Regions from separate parts of the Hordeum vulgare genome. Here region 2 is linked to region 1. A link is a contact called in public Hi-C data. All regions are on one chromosome and are shown on one strand. The core of a region is the stretch at or near the end of the contact, and the rest is flanking DNA. Distances in the headings are between cores, read along the strand shown.

Region 1 (6,699 bases), core at 321-2,820:
TCAACTCGAAATCGATGTATGATCACTCAAAATCCCAGATGAAAGGATTCAAAGCCATAGCTGGTCCAGCCATGGCATCAACTCAGAACCGGAAAATGAATGCTGTGTGCAGGAGTTGGAATGTACCAAGTGCACAGCCCATATCTAAGTATCTTGCTACCGAACCAAGGTAAAATCATGAATGTGTTTGTTCAGCTGTGGTGGTACCTCGATAGATGTGGCGGAACTTCCACTCGGTGCCGTGCAAATCCTTGGCGACCAGCTCCTGAGACGGCCGCTGCTGGTTGTAGTCCTGCGTTCCCGGAACCAAACCAGAGAGCTTGAGCAAACAAGCTGACTGAAAGCGCAATGGCAGAAATGAGTGGAGAGAGGGGTTGACGGGGCCAGGCCAATGCGCGCACCAGATGGGGGAAGCAGTCCTCGGCGGCGCGGCGCGGCACGGAGAAGCCGCCGTGGGTGCTGGTGTCGGAGGCGGTGAGCGTCTTGCAGAACATGTGCGGCATCCTCGCGAAGCGCTGCTTGACGGTCTCGCCGTCCTCGCCGCCGCTCACGTCGTCCGTGGCCTCGCGCATCCGCCGGACAAGCTCCTGCGGATCAAGCCGGGGCTCGGTTAGCAAAACGCCGCATGGAAACCGAACCGAACAGAGCCGCCATTGCGGGCCTCGGAGCACCGGCACGCACCTCGTTCTCGGGGAGCAGGGAGAGCTGCGCGTACACCTCGTCCGTGGTCGCGTCCGCCTGCGAGCAAGCGCAAAACCAACCAACGAATAACGGAGTGAGCCCGGCGGCATGGTCGCGGGTGAAAGGAGATACCATCGAGCAGGGGAGCGACAGACGGACGGACACATTGAAGCACGGAGGCGGCTGGGGGGCACTTACGTGGAGCGTGACGTCGACGACGCGGCAGAAGACGTGGGGCGGCACGGCGGCGGCGGGCGAAGCCGCGGCGTGCGCGGGCGCGTCGCCGAGGTGGTCGAGGTGGCCCTGCGGGAGGTAGACGACGACGCTGCCCTTGCGCGGCATGGGTGCCACCGGCCCCGCGCAGGCGTGCCAGAGCTCGAGGCACACCGCGCTGGGCCGCGACGGCGGCGTCGCCACGGGGGAGCTCGCCTGGCCGTTGTAGCCCGACTGCGTCTGCGAGTGGGAGTGGGAGTGGGACTGGGAGGAGCAGTCCCCGCCGCAGCCGGTCCCGGCGAGCAGCGGCTCAGCGGACGACTCCTCCTCGTCCTCCTCCACGGTGTTGAGGTCGATCCCCGCCATCCGAGGCAGCGAGAAGCTGGAGCGCAAGGCGGTGTGGACGGTCGGAGACGGATGGACGCAGGCGAAGAGGTTAATGAAGCGGGGCGGGCGGGCGGGTGGGTGGCTAGGGGCGGGGCGGGGGAGACGGCGCGGCGCGGCGGGGCATGGCGGCAATGGCCATGAATGATGGATGGGTGTGTGTCGATGGTCTGGATGGCCGGGGGGGCGGGGGGCGGGGGGCTGCTGCTACTAGTAGTGGTAGTGGCCAAAACAAAAGGTGGGAGAGGGAAGCGGCCAAGGCCAAGCGGGACTGCAACGGCGTCCGTCCGTCCGTCCGCGTGAAAAGGGGCGGGCGGGCGCAGTAGAAATCAATACTCCGTCGATTTCTGCGTGCGTGCGTGGATATTTTCGTTCTTCTCCGTGGGAGGGGAAAGGGGGGGTGGGGGTGGTGGATTAAAGAAAGGGGAAAGGTGAAAAGGAGAGCGGAAGAGGCGGGAGGCGGGCACAGTCATGCAGCAGCAGCAGCAGCAGCAGCAGACCGCAGAGGTGGGTGTGTAGCGTGGGGGATGGATGGAGTGGATTGACGGGATGGGTGGACGGCAGGGAGGCATGTACCCCTACTCCTACTCCACCTTCTTGTTGTACTAGATAGACGACCGTATTGTGTATTGTAGACCGTGCAGGAGTACTAGCAGGAGTAGAATTGCAAACGGTAAATAGGAGAGCAGTAATAATGAGGGCTCCTATACGGTGTTCCGAGGTGGTGCTTCCATCTGTTCCACCCACCGGGCCTGTGGTTGTGCCTACTCGCTCCACTCATTGGTCCTGTTTGGATACTCTAAGAGCAAATACAATAGGTTGATGTAGACGGATTGTAAGACTTAAAATAATATATTTGTGATGAGTTGGAAGAAAGAGAAGAGGAGCGGGCTACAAACTAAGAGTCGGCTGTAACACGTGCTCCTAGGCATTTTGTGAGAGAGAATGGTGGGCCTTGTATCAATAAAATAGTACTTATTTACATCTACCTATTATACTTGCGGGCTATAAGCTTGGCTATAGATGACGTGTCAACATCATATAGCCAGCAGCTGGTTGTACTATTAACCATGCTCTAACCTGGTTAGAGCTAGAGTTAGATTCTAACCCTTGAACTAACCTAAACCAACTTTAACTCTAAGGCTGGCCATAGTGAGAGTAACTTAGGTAGTATCATGTACTTGGGACTAGCAAACATGCTGATGTGGCAGACAATTAAAGACGAGAGAGAGGGTTAGAGTAACATAGATAGATATCATAACATGTCAAATACTATGCTATTATGTGTCATGCATGTCAATAAATGAGGTCATCTATGATAGTGCTCCTCACTATGACCAGCCTAAAGGTTTTTGGATTGAAGGGTTAGATGGACAATAAATATTTTTTCTCGATCATTTGGCTACTTTGGACCTCTCTCTTTCCCTGGACCCCACCTACTCTAACCCAAAAAAGCATCTCTTCGATGGGTTATTGTTTTTGGTGGGTTAGATGCATCTAACCAACTCTAACCCACTTGTTTGGATCTTTGAAGGTTAGATGGCTCAAATCTAACCCACTCTAACTCTAACCCTAAGATCCAAACAGCCATTCAAGTGAGGTGTGGTTGTTGTTTTTACTACTACCAAGTTCTACATTTTACCGGTTCCAATGTTAGGCCCCTCTTTCAACCGAAGAAAGGGTTGAGCACACCGTATAAAGTAGTGATGTAACCTGGTTATTTCATCATATCTTATGACAAAAGCTAAACTAGTTGAGATTTGCTTGAAAAGAGAGAGAGAGAGAACCAAAAAAAATTCGAGATATGGAAAATTGATGAGTTTGGAATTGAAGGTTGGTATTCAACAAGATATGGAAAATTGATGAGTTTGGAATTGAAGGTTGGTATTCAACAAGAAATGTCAAAACGGTTACCGCTGAAAAATGGTCATAGAGAGACTTTTCATGGATAAATACATTGCTAGTCTTGTTGATGAAGATTTGCATGCTCACAACATCCATGAAAAACCTCAAGATGGCGGTGGTCATTTCGAACGAGTTGGCTACAACGGCACTAACAACACCAATGGGCCCATATAGAGTTAAAATGGCTAGGCCTCAGGTGGATCGCGAGGGGTCTCCGCAAGACAAGGATGTACCCCTACTCCTACTCCTACTCTACCTTATTGTTGTATAGACGACCGTGTTCTGTATTGTAGACCGTCCGGCTGCAGGAGTAGAATCGCAACTGGTAAATAGGAGAGCAATAATAATGAGTGCTCCTCCGGTGCTCGGAGGCGGTACTTTCATTTGTTCCACCCACCGGGTGGCGGTGTCACCGTGTCGATCCATTGTTGAATGATCATCGGTGGTGTAGGGGTACTTGTGTGCCTGCTCGCTCCACTCATTCAAATCAGGTGTAGTTGTTTCAACTACTAACAAGTCCTACATTTTTTACTGGTTCCAATATTAGGCCCCTCTTTCAACGCATGAAAGGGTTGAGCAGACCGTAAACTGGTGCAGTAAAATGGTTATTTGATCATATCTTATGACAAAGCTAAACTAGTTGAGAGTATGGGAATGCTACTTTGAGAGATGTTGAAGAGAGAGAGAACAAAAGATGCAGGATATGGAAAATTGATGAGTTTGGAATTGAAGCCCGCTATTCAAGAAGCAATGCCAAAACTGTTATCGTGGAAAAATGGTCAAAGAGAGACTTTGGATGGTTAAATACATTGTTGGTCTTGTTTAAGAAGATTCGCATGCTGACAACATCCATGCAAAACCTGAAGATGACGGTGCTCGTTTCGAACCAGTTTGCTACAATGGCAGCAACGACACCAATGGCCCCATTGGGTTAAAATGGCTAGGTTGCAGGAGGATCGTGAGGGGTGTCGACAAGACAAGGATGGTGATGGTCCTCCGAGAATATGATATGAGAGTGGAAGATTTGGCTAGGGACGGAGTTGTTGAGAAAAAACAATCATGGTAGAAACCTTCCATTTTACATAAACGTGGTTTGCCGGGAATGATCTTTGGTGTTCTATTGAAATGGTTGAACATAATTTTGACATTAGTAGTAAGATGGAACAAGTGAGGAAGAATTTTTTATATGAAATATTGTTCAAAGGAATAGTGTACATGAACCCGGCTCTCCAAATCCAATTGACATAGCAGATGTTGATAATATTTCTCAACTCTGCTCTCATAATGATCATTCATATGCTCATATTAAAGAAGATTATTCTTTCCAATTGAAACGTATATGTTTCTAGTAGGAAAAAGGGAACGTGGCTCACGAGTGATGGTATATGTGAAGCACACTATTTTCGTTGGAGGGAAAAGGCATAGAAACAAAACTTGATCTTTACAAATATTTGTAGGTGTTTCCTAGAATATCCAAGGGATTGGGTAGGATATTGAGAAGAGATTTTTCAAAGAGTTGATATTTGTGAGAAAACTTGTCTTATTGCTCTATAGAAGAATATTAAAGCTTAATCACATAAAAAATAAATTCATAACTTGTGTGCTGAAAAAATTGTTTGGATTTGCTCACCTGCTAGAGGAAGATCTTGAGATATCTTGGTAGGTGTCAATAATGACATGTTGGATGTGGTCCATGTTGAACTTGGAGTTTATTTTGTTAGAATCACGGTGTTTGATTTCAAATGCTAAATTTCACTTGAATTTAATCTCTTTTTTATGGTGCATCATGACAGTCTCATGGCACGTTTGGTGGGTGGATATTTGAAGATCATTAGGAACAATTATGAAAAAAAAACAAACCTAATGAATGTGATGATTGGAGTTCTGTATTCAATGCTATTATGGAGAATATTGAATGAGAAAATTACGTCACAATGGAAGAAAAATACTTGGGCTAATAATATGGTAGACCCACTTATGAAAAATTGGATGGAGTTTCATTTTGTACTAATTGGGAAGAACATTACCCACTCCCTTTCTCCTTCAATCTATATAGGGAGAGTTTTCTGATCACACTCCTCTCATTATTTGTATACCAATTCTCATAATACTTCTCAACACATTTCTAGGTTTGAAAATGCTTAGACATCCATAAATTATTTTATAGAGTTTGCCACTTCTACCTAGAATGAACATTATGACATTTCCGGTATAAATAGACAACAAGAATGATCGAGAATCATTAGGAGAAAAGTTAAGGGCGCGGAATAAGAATATTGATGCTTTTTGTAGGAAGGTTACAGCGGTTCTCGTAGCTAATCTAGACATCATTGGTAAAGATACATGGATTAATTTCTTGACTGCTCATGACGAAAATGAGCAAAAAGAAATTTGAGATCAATTGGGGAGAATTCTGAAACTAGAAGAGATGAAGTGGTTGAGAAATACAAAAAAAGAGAAATTAAAGGTGGGAGATAGTAACACTAGATGCTATCATGCTAAAGCCAATGGCACAAAGAGGGAAATAGGATTGTTTTCTTAGAGCAAGATGAATGGGCGAGGGAGGGAGAGGGTCATTTTTGAACTACAATACCAATTTGAATTAAAAAAAACCTTTGGATGTGTTGAATGTTCATGAGTGTTCCAAAATCCCTCATAGAGATGGTGGAACATTAATGGAACCTTTCTTTGTAGAAGAGTTTAATTTGTAGTGTTTCAAATCAAAGGAAAGAAATCCTTAGTCGTGATGGTTTACCTATTGCTTTTTATCAACATTCATGGGAGGTTGTTAAATGGAAATTGAAGGAATCGCTAATATGACTTCTACACAGGTGTATTAGATAATGTTGGATTGAATTATGTTATTATTACGAAGCAAATTCAAAATCCTAGGCCTAAATTTTTATTGAGTGTGAGCTTAAAACTTATTACTCAAGTTCTCATGAAAAGACATAGCGAAGTGGTGAATCATGTTATCTCACAAAGTCGAACTGATTTTGTTAAAGATATATATGTTAATATGTTATGGAAGCAATGGTTATTCTTCATGAAGCTTTGCATTCTTTTTTGTAACTTTTGTTTCGAGGGTAACTCACATATATATGTTCCCTCTTGATCCTAAATTTTTTTCAAGGGTAATTTATGTTTTTCGCCGTGAGTAACATATGCAACACATCCTAATACGTTGTGTGGTATGTATGGCACATGCAAAAACAGGAAGATCTTCAAGTATGGACACGAACGCTAGAGGCACAGGGGTCGGTTTCGGTTATGCGCGTGCAGATGAGAGGAGTTTCCACGAATGGAATAACTTGCCATCTTAGTACGTATGAGATTAGTATGGGCTTGTGATTGTGCCAAAAAAAATTCATATAAATTTGAAATGGATGAACATCTTTGTAAGAAAACTTGAACAAATGAATCCTATAGAAAAGCGTCCCTCGATTGTGATCTTAAATCTCACATCCACATACTCCCTGTGTTTCTTTTTAATCCGCATATAAAATTTATCTAAAG
Region 2 (7,149 bases), core at 1,022-3,521, 150 kb before region 1:
GATCTGGGCACACCGTGTCGTGCCAGGCTGGCCCGTTTGGCCACGACTGCGTATACATGCCATGGTCTACAAGATTTAGCAATCCGGAACCTACTATTGGACGCATTTTGCGTCCGATAGGGTACCTTCGCATAGGCAAGCCACTAGGTCGCCGCCGCAAGCAAGGCAACTAGGCTGGCCCAGGTAACCAGCTCGTTTTTTTTTCTTTTTATTTATTTGTTTTGCTTTTTTGTCTTATTCTTTATTTTCATTTGTGTTTCTCTTTCTCTTTTTCCTAAAAGGTTTTATGTTTTGATTTTTTTTGAGTTTCTCAAACTTAATCAACTGTTGTATTTTCAGATAAAAATTATAGATGATTTTTTTAAATTTTTTTGAAGAATTTTCAAAAAAACAAGAAATTTGAAAACAGGAGCATTTGAAAGCATACAACATTTAAAAAAAACTACTTTTCTAAATATTTGTAAACAATTTTTGAAGCAAAAACATTTTTTCTACTTATGTATACTTTTTGAAACATGAAAATTTTTCGAACTTACGGACATTTTTTAAAATGGGAAACATATTTTAGAAAATGAAGAAGATTTTATAAAACTCCTAAACATTTTTAAATTATGAAAATTTTTAGAATTGGTGAACAAAATTTGAACAACTTTTTAATTGGTGAGGAAAATTTTGAAAAAGCGAAACATTTTATTTAAAATAAGATTTTTTTGTAAAAGTGTCAAAACAAGAACATTTGTTTTAAAATTTGACCAATTTATGGAAAAATATCATTTTTTGAAATATGTAAACAATTTTTGAAGCGGATTTTTTTTCCAACTTATTTACACTTTATGAAACACGGGCATTTTTTGAACTGGCGTACACTTTTTGAAAAAGCAAACATTTTTTAGGAAAAGTAGAACAATTTTGAAAGTTCCAAAACATTTTCAAGTCATGATTTTTTTTAGAATTGGTGAAAAAAACTGAAACATTTTCTCAATTTGTGAACAGATTTTAAAAGAGAGACAACAACAGCTCGAATTTGCCTACTAAGTAAGACCTTCACCTCAACAAATATAGTAGTTAAGGTAGTGAAGAATGTAGGACCCAAATCTGGCCTATAAGCTAACATGTGGTGCATTGCAGCTTCCTCCACAAACGTTGGATTACTTAATGCACAATGGCAAAACGGGATGAAGAATGTGCAAATCTGGGGGACATAATAGGGGCTTTGTTTCATCGTATAACAATAACATTTTTTATAAAATGTGAAAGCAAGAACATTTTTTTGAAAATTGTGACAACTTTATGAAAAAGGAACATTTTAAAAAATCTGTAAATAAATTTTAAAGCGTGAACATTTTTCAACTTACATACACAGTTTGAACTTACATACATTTTTTAAAAGGTAAATATATTTCAGAAAATAATCAACATTTTCAAATCATGAACGTTTTAAGAATTGGTGAACAAAATTTGAATTTTTTTACAATTTGTGAACAAAAATTATAAAAGAGAAACATTTTTCGTAAAACAGGAACATATTTTATAAAAATTTGAAAGCAAGAACATTTTTTGTAAACTCTGTTCAATTTATGAAAAAACATTTTTTTAATTACCTGCAGTTTTTCTACTATGAGAGCAATTTTTGAAAGACGAACATTTTTGAAAAATAAACACATTTTGAAAAAAAAGGAAAACCTGTTACGAATTAAAGCAATGAAAAACGGAAAAGCAAAATTAAGCGGCACATACCAGGGGGTAGCGACTGTTTATTAAAAACAGAGGACTCTGCTAAGTGGTAACACGATGTATAGAGTCTGACACCTGCCCGGTGCTGGAAAGTCGGAAGGAGAAATGTGATAAGCTTTGAATGGAAGCCCCGGTAAATGGCATTTTGTAAAAAAGGAACATTTTTCTAAAATCACGAACATTTGTTGAAAATGTTGAACATTTTTGTAAAATCCCGAACATTTTTTGAAGTTATGAATGTTTTTGGTACACGACATTTATTTGAAATTTAGAACACTTTTATAAAAGCAACAATATTTTCTGAATTTCAAAAATAATTTTCAAACATGAACTTAGTTTTTTTGAAAATAAACATAGAAAAAATAAAAAAAATTGAAACAGAAACAGAAAAACGAAAAGAAAAAGCAGAAAAACGAAACAGTTAAAAGGACAAAATAAAGCAAAAAACGAAACAGCCTGCAGAGGGAGATGGGGCTGTCCAGTTGATCTCGCACTGTGCGTTTGCCCGACTATTTGACGCAAAGAGCGTCAAATAGGTTTTCCAGCAGTCCAGCTTCCCTCCATTCCCCCGCGGAGAAAAAAAAGGGGAACCGCGGGAGTTCGCCGGAGATGTCGTCGGCGGCGACGAAGCTCGCCACCGCGGCCGACGCCACCTCGGCGGAGGCCCAAACCCTCGTCTTGGTAACAACTCCTCTCCCCGCCCACCTCTCCAGTCTCCCCCACCAATCAATCCTCCCTCCGATTTCATCCCGCAAAACCCTAACCCCTGCCAAAATTCCCAAACCCGCAGGACATGCGCAAGGCGCTCAGCTCCATGAAGGCCCTCGCCGTGGAGTACGAGAGGGCCGGCAAGTCCGACAAGGCACGCCGCCGCTCCCCATTAGCCCCCGAATCCCGCCTCCCCTCGAAACCCCTGACCCCCCCGAACCGCGTGGATTTCTGCAGGTGAAGCAGCTCGAGGACGCGGTGCAGGAGCTCGTGGCCTCGTACGAGGAGTGCGCGTACCTCGCCGAGGCGGTCAAGCAGGTGCCCGGCGCGTACCAGCCGTCTGACCAGGTGCGGGCCGTGGCGCTTCTGTGTGGTGGGGGCGTTCGGATTGGGGGCAAATTTGGGCTAACTGTCTGCACTCTGTTTGTTGGTTTGGGAAGGCGACGGATTTCAGAAAGCTCATCGAGGGGGAGGTTGCCAAGGTCAAGGGGACCTCGCGGTCGTCGGGACACAAGGATCAGCTCATACGGCAGTTCAAAGAGGCTGTTTGGGTATGCGATTCAGAGACTCTTATTTCTGATTGTCGTGAAGATTATCTGCAATTGTGTGCTGTAGGTGCATTTGCCAGGTGCTGATGTATTGCCCAGAGCTGCGCGCAAAAGTTGTTTAACTTTTGTTGGGATACTAATGGCAAGGAATGTGTCTGTTTGTGCATGATTTCGAAGTGCCTGACCTTTTGTGTGCTTGTGTTCTGTCTCTGCCAGGAGGTTCACCATGCAGGTCAACCGATGCCTGGTGATGAACAAGAGGAACTTGTTATGACTAGCACCCAGAACTGCATCCTAAATATGCATTGCCCATTGACTTTGAAGCCTATAGTTGAGTTGGAAAATCCAGTTCGCTGGTAAGCAGTCAGTGCCTGGTTTTATTTTCATACTCTACTATGAAATTTGTGTTGTCTGTGAACATGCTTGAGCACCACTCGTTACTGTAAATGTTTGTTGAAAGAACACCCACCAAATAAAAACTGATTGAAGTTTTGTTTTCAAACTGAAAAAGGAGCAAAGTTTGTAGGCACAATTCAATACCTCATAGTGCACTTCTACTTATGTTTGTATTTGCCTCTAAATACCGTTTCAGTATCTTTGAAACCACCAGATTTGGTTGTCCTTGTTTTTTATGTGCATACTATAGTAAATTATTAGAATTTGTAGCCTCACTGTGTAGGATCTGCATCCTATATGAAAAGCTTGCTCTTAATCCTGTGTGTCAGTAGAACTAGTTGGCAACTGTAAATCGAACAACTGGAATTGGTATCCTATCAAACCACTAACTATTAATTTTGATTTATTTGCTCAAGCAAGGGGCTTCACCACTGGACGAAGTATGCAAAAAATGCTATAAAATGCACGCAGCCAAATATCTGCGGATGTTGAATTCCAAATAGATCTGTAGGCCCACTGTGTAGGATCCGCATGGTATATGAAAAGCTTGGTCTTAATCCTGTGTGTCAGTAGAACTAGTTTGCAACTGTGAATCGAACCACTGGAGTTGGTGTCGGTCAAAACAACTAACTATTAATTTTTATTTATTTGCTCAAGTAAGGGGTTTCACCACTTGATGAAATAACAAAAATGCTAGAGAGTGCAGACAGCTAAAATATCTGTGTGCTAAATTGCAAATAGATTTGTTTCCCCATTGTCTAGGATCGGGGTGCTATAAGAAAAGCTTTTTTCCTTCTGTTAACAGATCCTTTGTTTTCACCCTCAAAAAAAGAACCTTTGTTTTCAGAAACGCTAGAAATCACAGCAGCTAAATTATGCGCAAAAGTTCAATTTCAGAAATACTGACATGATGATGTTAACTTTCCCTCTGCAGCACCGATTGCAGGCACATCTATGACAGGGATCCAATCCTGAGGTACATCCGGGCGAACCAAGCTCCGAATTGCCCCGTTGCAGGTATACACAGTAGTTCCCCGCACCCCCTTGTTCCTTTGTTTCATGAGGCCGTCCTCAGCTTCAGTTCATCTGCTCAACCAGGCTGCCCGGCGGTACTACAAGCGGCGAAGATCAGCTGCGACACCTTCCTTCGCATGGAGATTGAGGAGCAGCGAGCGTCGGGCCCGGACGCTCCAAACGCCTCCGAGATAGAGGATATCTCGGACCATGATGAGGACGAGGACCCGATGGACGACGACGATGACGAGTGATAGGTGTTCGGGGGAAATGGATCGTGTCGGATGCTCAGTATTCTTTAGGTAGGGATGATGATAGGTGTTGGTACTCTGTTATCAGGTCGCACTCGTGATCTCCATGTCGTCGTGTGTGGAATCCGGGGATGTGGCTCCATGACTTTGCTTTTGGTCTTTTCTTCATTCCGGTCTTTCATTCTAGGGCTTGTTATCCCCTTTCGGCCTTCTAAAGGGCCGTGCTCCACGGCCTGTAAATTTTGAGCCTTGGAGTCTTGGACGAAGAAGATGAGCACTGACCATCATATATTTCCATTAAAAAAAACCATTGACAATCATACTTTATTTTTTGAGTTGGATTGATCAGCATACTTAGGGCAGCGCCTGTTTGGGACTGCCATGCTCTTTTAAATTCAGCTTTGCTTCAAAAAGACAAGCCAAACTTGATGGTTTCATGATATGCCGCTCCGTAGAAAAACTAGAAAGTTTTTATGAACCTCTTCAGAGGGTGTTTCAAAAAACTCTAGAAGCTGGAGTTGAGGAAAAATTACTCACCACTACCACCCTTAATTTCTCCCTCCTCAACCAATCAAATAGATAATTTTCACCATTTTTTTATTTTTGAAGTTGGAGCTAGATGGAAGTCAAATATTCTCTTGATAGTGCTATGGCTTGTGTATGAAACTATTCTAAAATGAATTTGATGAAGTGAAACTGATTTTGATGAAATGGAGCACTCCCAAATGTGAAATCGCTAACCAACTTCTAGAAAAAGCTTCCTATCAAGTGGCTGAACTTGCATTTTATATTAGCTTCAGTGGCGACGCGGGGGATATTCCTCGGACTTCTGTGGAATACCTGAGATTTTGGCTATTTTTTTAATAGGCATCCTAACTGATCCTAATAAAGCCACTAAGCATGTAAGCCAGACAGCCATAAAAAGGTCTTGATAACCCATAAGTATAGGGGATTGCGACAATCTTCACGGATATTATTTCATGCTAATTTATTGATCCGACACAAGGGGAGCCAAAAAATATTTATTGGTCGTATGAGTTAAGTTGTCATTTCAATCTCACGTGGGATACCTCTATGTAGCAAGGATTTAGTAGCACAATAAATGATAGTAGTAACAATAATACCGATAGCAGTAATTTTGTAACAGTAGTAACACTAGCAATTTAGTAGCGGGTGTGACAACAGTAGCAATAGTAGTAACTTAGCAAGATTCGTTATATGTAAAGCGTAGGCACGTGGATCGGTGAGGGATAATGATTTAGATGACATTGATCATGTAACAGCTACACACTAGGGCGACACAAAACTAGCTTCAATTCATCAATATAATGTATGCATGTATTCCGTATATAATCATACATGCTTGCGATAAGAACTTGCATGACATATTTTGTCCTACACTCTCGTGCCAGCGGGGTCCTATTGGAAACTAAGGGATATCAAGGCATCCTTTTAATAGAGAACCGGAACAAAGTATTAACAGATGGTGAATACATAAACTCCTAAAATTATGGCAATCACCGGAAAGAATCCCAATCATTGTCACCTTGGCGTATGCGGATCAAGACACGTAATAGGTAACTACAACTTGGAAGATAGGATAGAAATCACTCTCATATTTATGAAAACATAATAAGTTCAGATCTAAAATCATGGCACTCGGACCCTAGTGACAAGCATTAAGCATAACAAAGTCATAGTAACATCAATCTCAAAACATAGTGGATACTAGGGATCAAGCCCTATCAAACTTAACTCGATTTCATGATCTATCTCATCCAATCCCACCATCGTCCAGCAAGCCTACAAAGGAATTACTCACTGCCGGTGGTGAGCATCATGGCAGCGTTGATGAAGATGGGTTGGTGATGACGACGACGACAAATCCCCCTCTCCGAGCCCCAAACGGACTCTAGATCAGTCCTCCGAAGGAAGAACATGAGACGGTGGCAGCTCCGTCTCGTGAAACGCAATGAAAACTTTTCTCTGATTTTTTATCTCAAGACGTGATTTTATAGGACTAAATTAGGGTCAAAGGAGCCACGTGGCCCCACAAGCCATGAGGGCATGGCCTTGGGGGTGCCCTGTTGGCTTGTGCCCCCCTTGCACTTCCTCAGGCAGGTCTTAGCTCCATAAATCCTTATAATTACCAGAGAGAGAGAGAGAGAGAGAGAGGGAGGGAGGGAGGGAGAGGGAGGGAGGGAGGGAGGAGGGAGGGGGAGGGGGAGGGAGGGAGAGGGAGAGGGAGAGAGAGAGAGGGGGAGGGGGAGGGGGAGGGCGAGAGAGAGAGAGAGTGCTAACATAGTAGAATCGTATGATCATAGCTCAACATGCAAACAAAGAATCACTCAAAAGTTCCTATTAGCGGAGAACATAATAAGAAGTTGTTGTAGGGAGCGAACCACCTCAAATTTATTCTTTCCGATCAATCTTTTGGGATATTCCTATATGTGTCACAAACAGTCGTAGAGTTCGTACTAGAATAGTTGTGTTGAAAA

The links. A called contact is a pair of places that touch in the nucleus more often than the background predicts.
Region 2: a contact with region 1 is called in a Hi-C map of leaf, with 2.2 times the contacts expected there. The contact joins the promoter of LOC123419534 here to the promoter of LOC123450253 in region 1. A contact is called at or near these places in 3 of 6 Hi-C or Micro-C datasets (leaf and seedling).

What each region holds. Positions count from the first base shown.
Region 1 is chr1H:499,866,281-499,872,979 of MorexV3_pseudomolecules_assembly, reverse strand. LOC123450253 (auxin response factor 15-like) reads right to left here and starts at 1,570. Exons shown (of 11, transcript XM_045127602.1): 1 at 880-1,570; 2 at 682-738; 3 at 402-587; 4 at 208-292. The coding sequence starts at 1,260.
Region 2 is chr1H:500,019,325-500,026,473 of MorexV3_pseudomolecules_assembly, reverse strand. It overlaps LOC123419534 (E3 SUMO-protein ligase MMS21), which reads left to right and starts at 2,271. Exons shown (of 7, transcript XM_045107179.1): 1 at 2,271-2,415; 2 at 2,525-2,596; 3 at 2,680-2,790; 4 at 2,883-2,993; 5 at 3,207-3,346; 6 at 4,321-4,403; 7 at 4,485-4,978. The coding sequence starts at 2,344. The coding sequence ends at 4,654.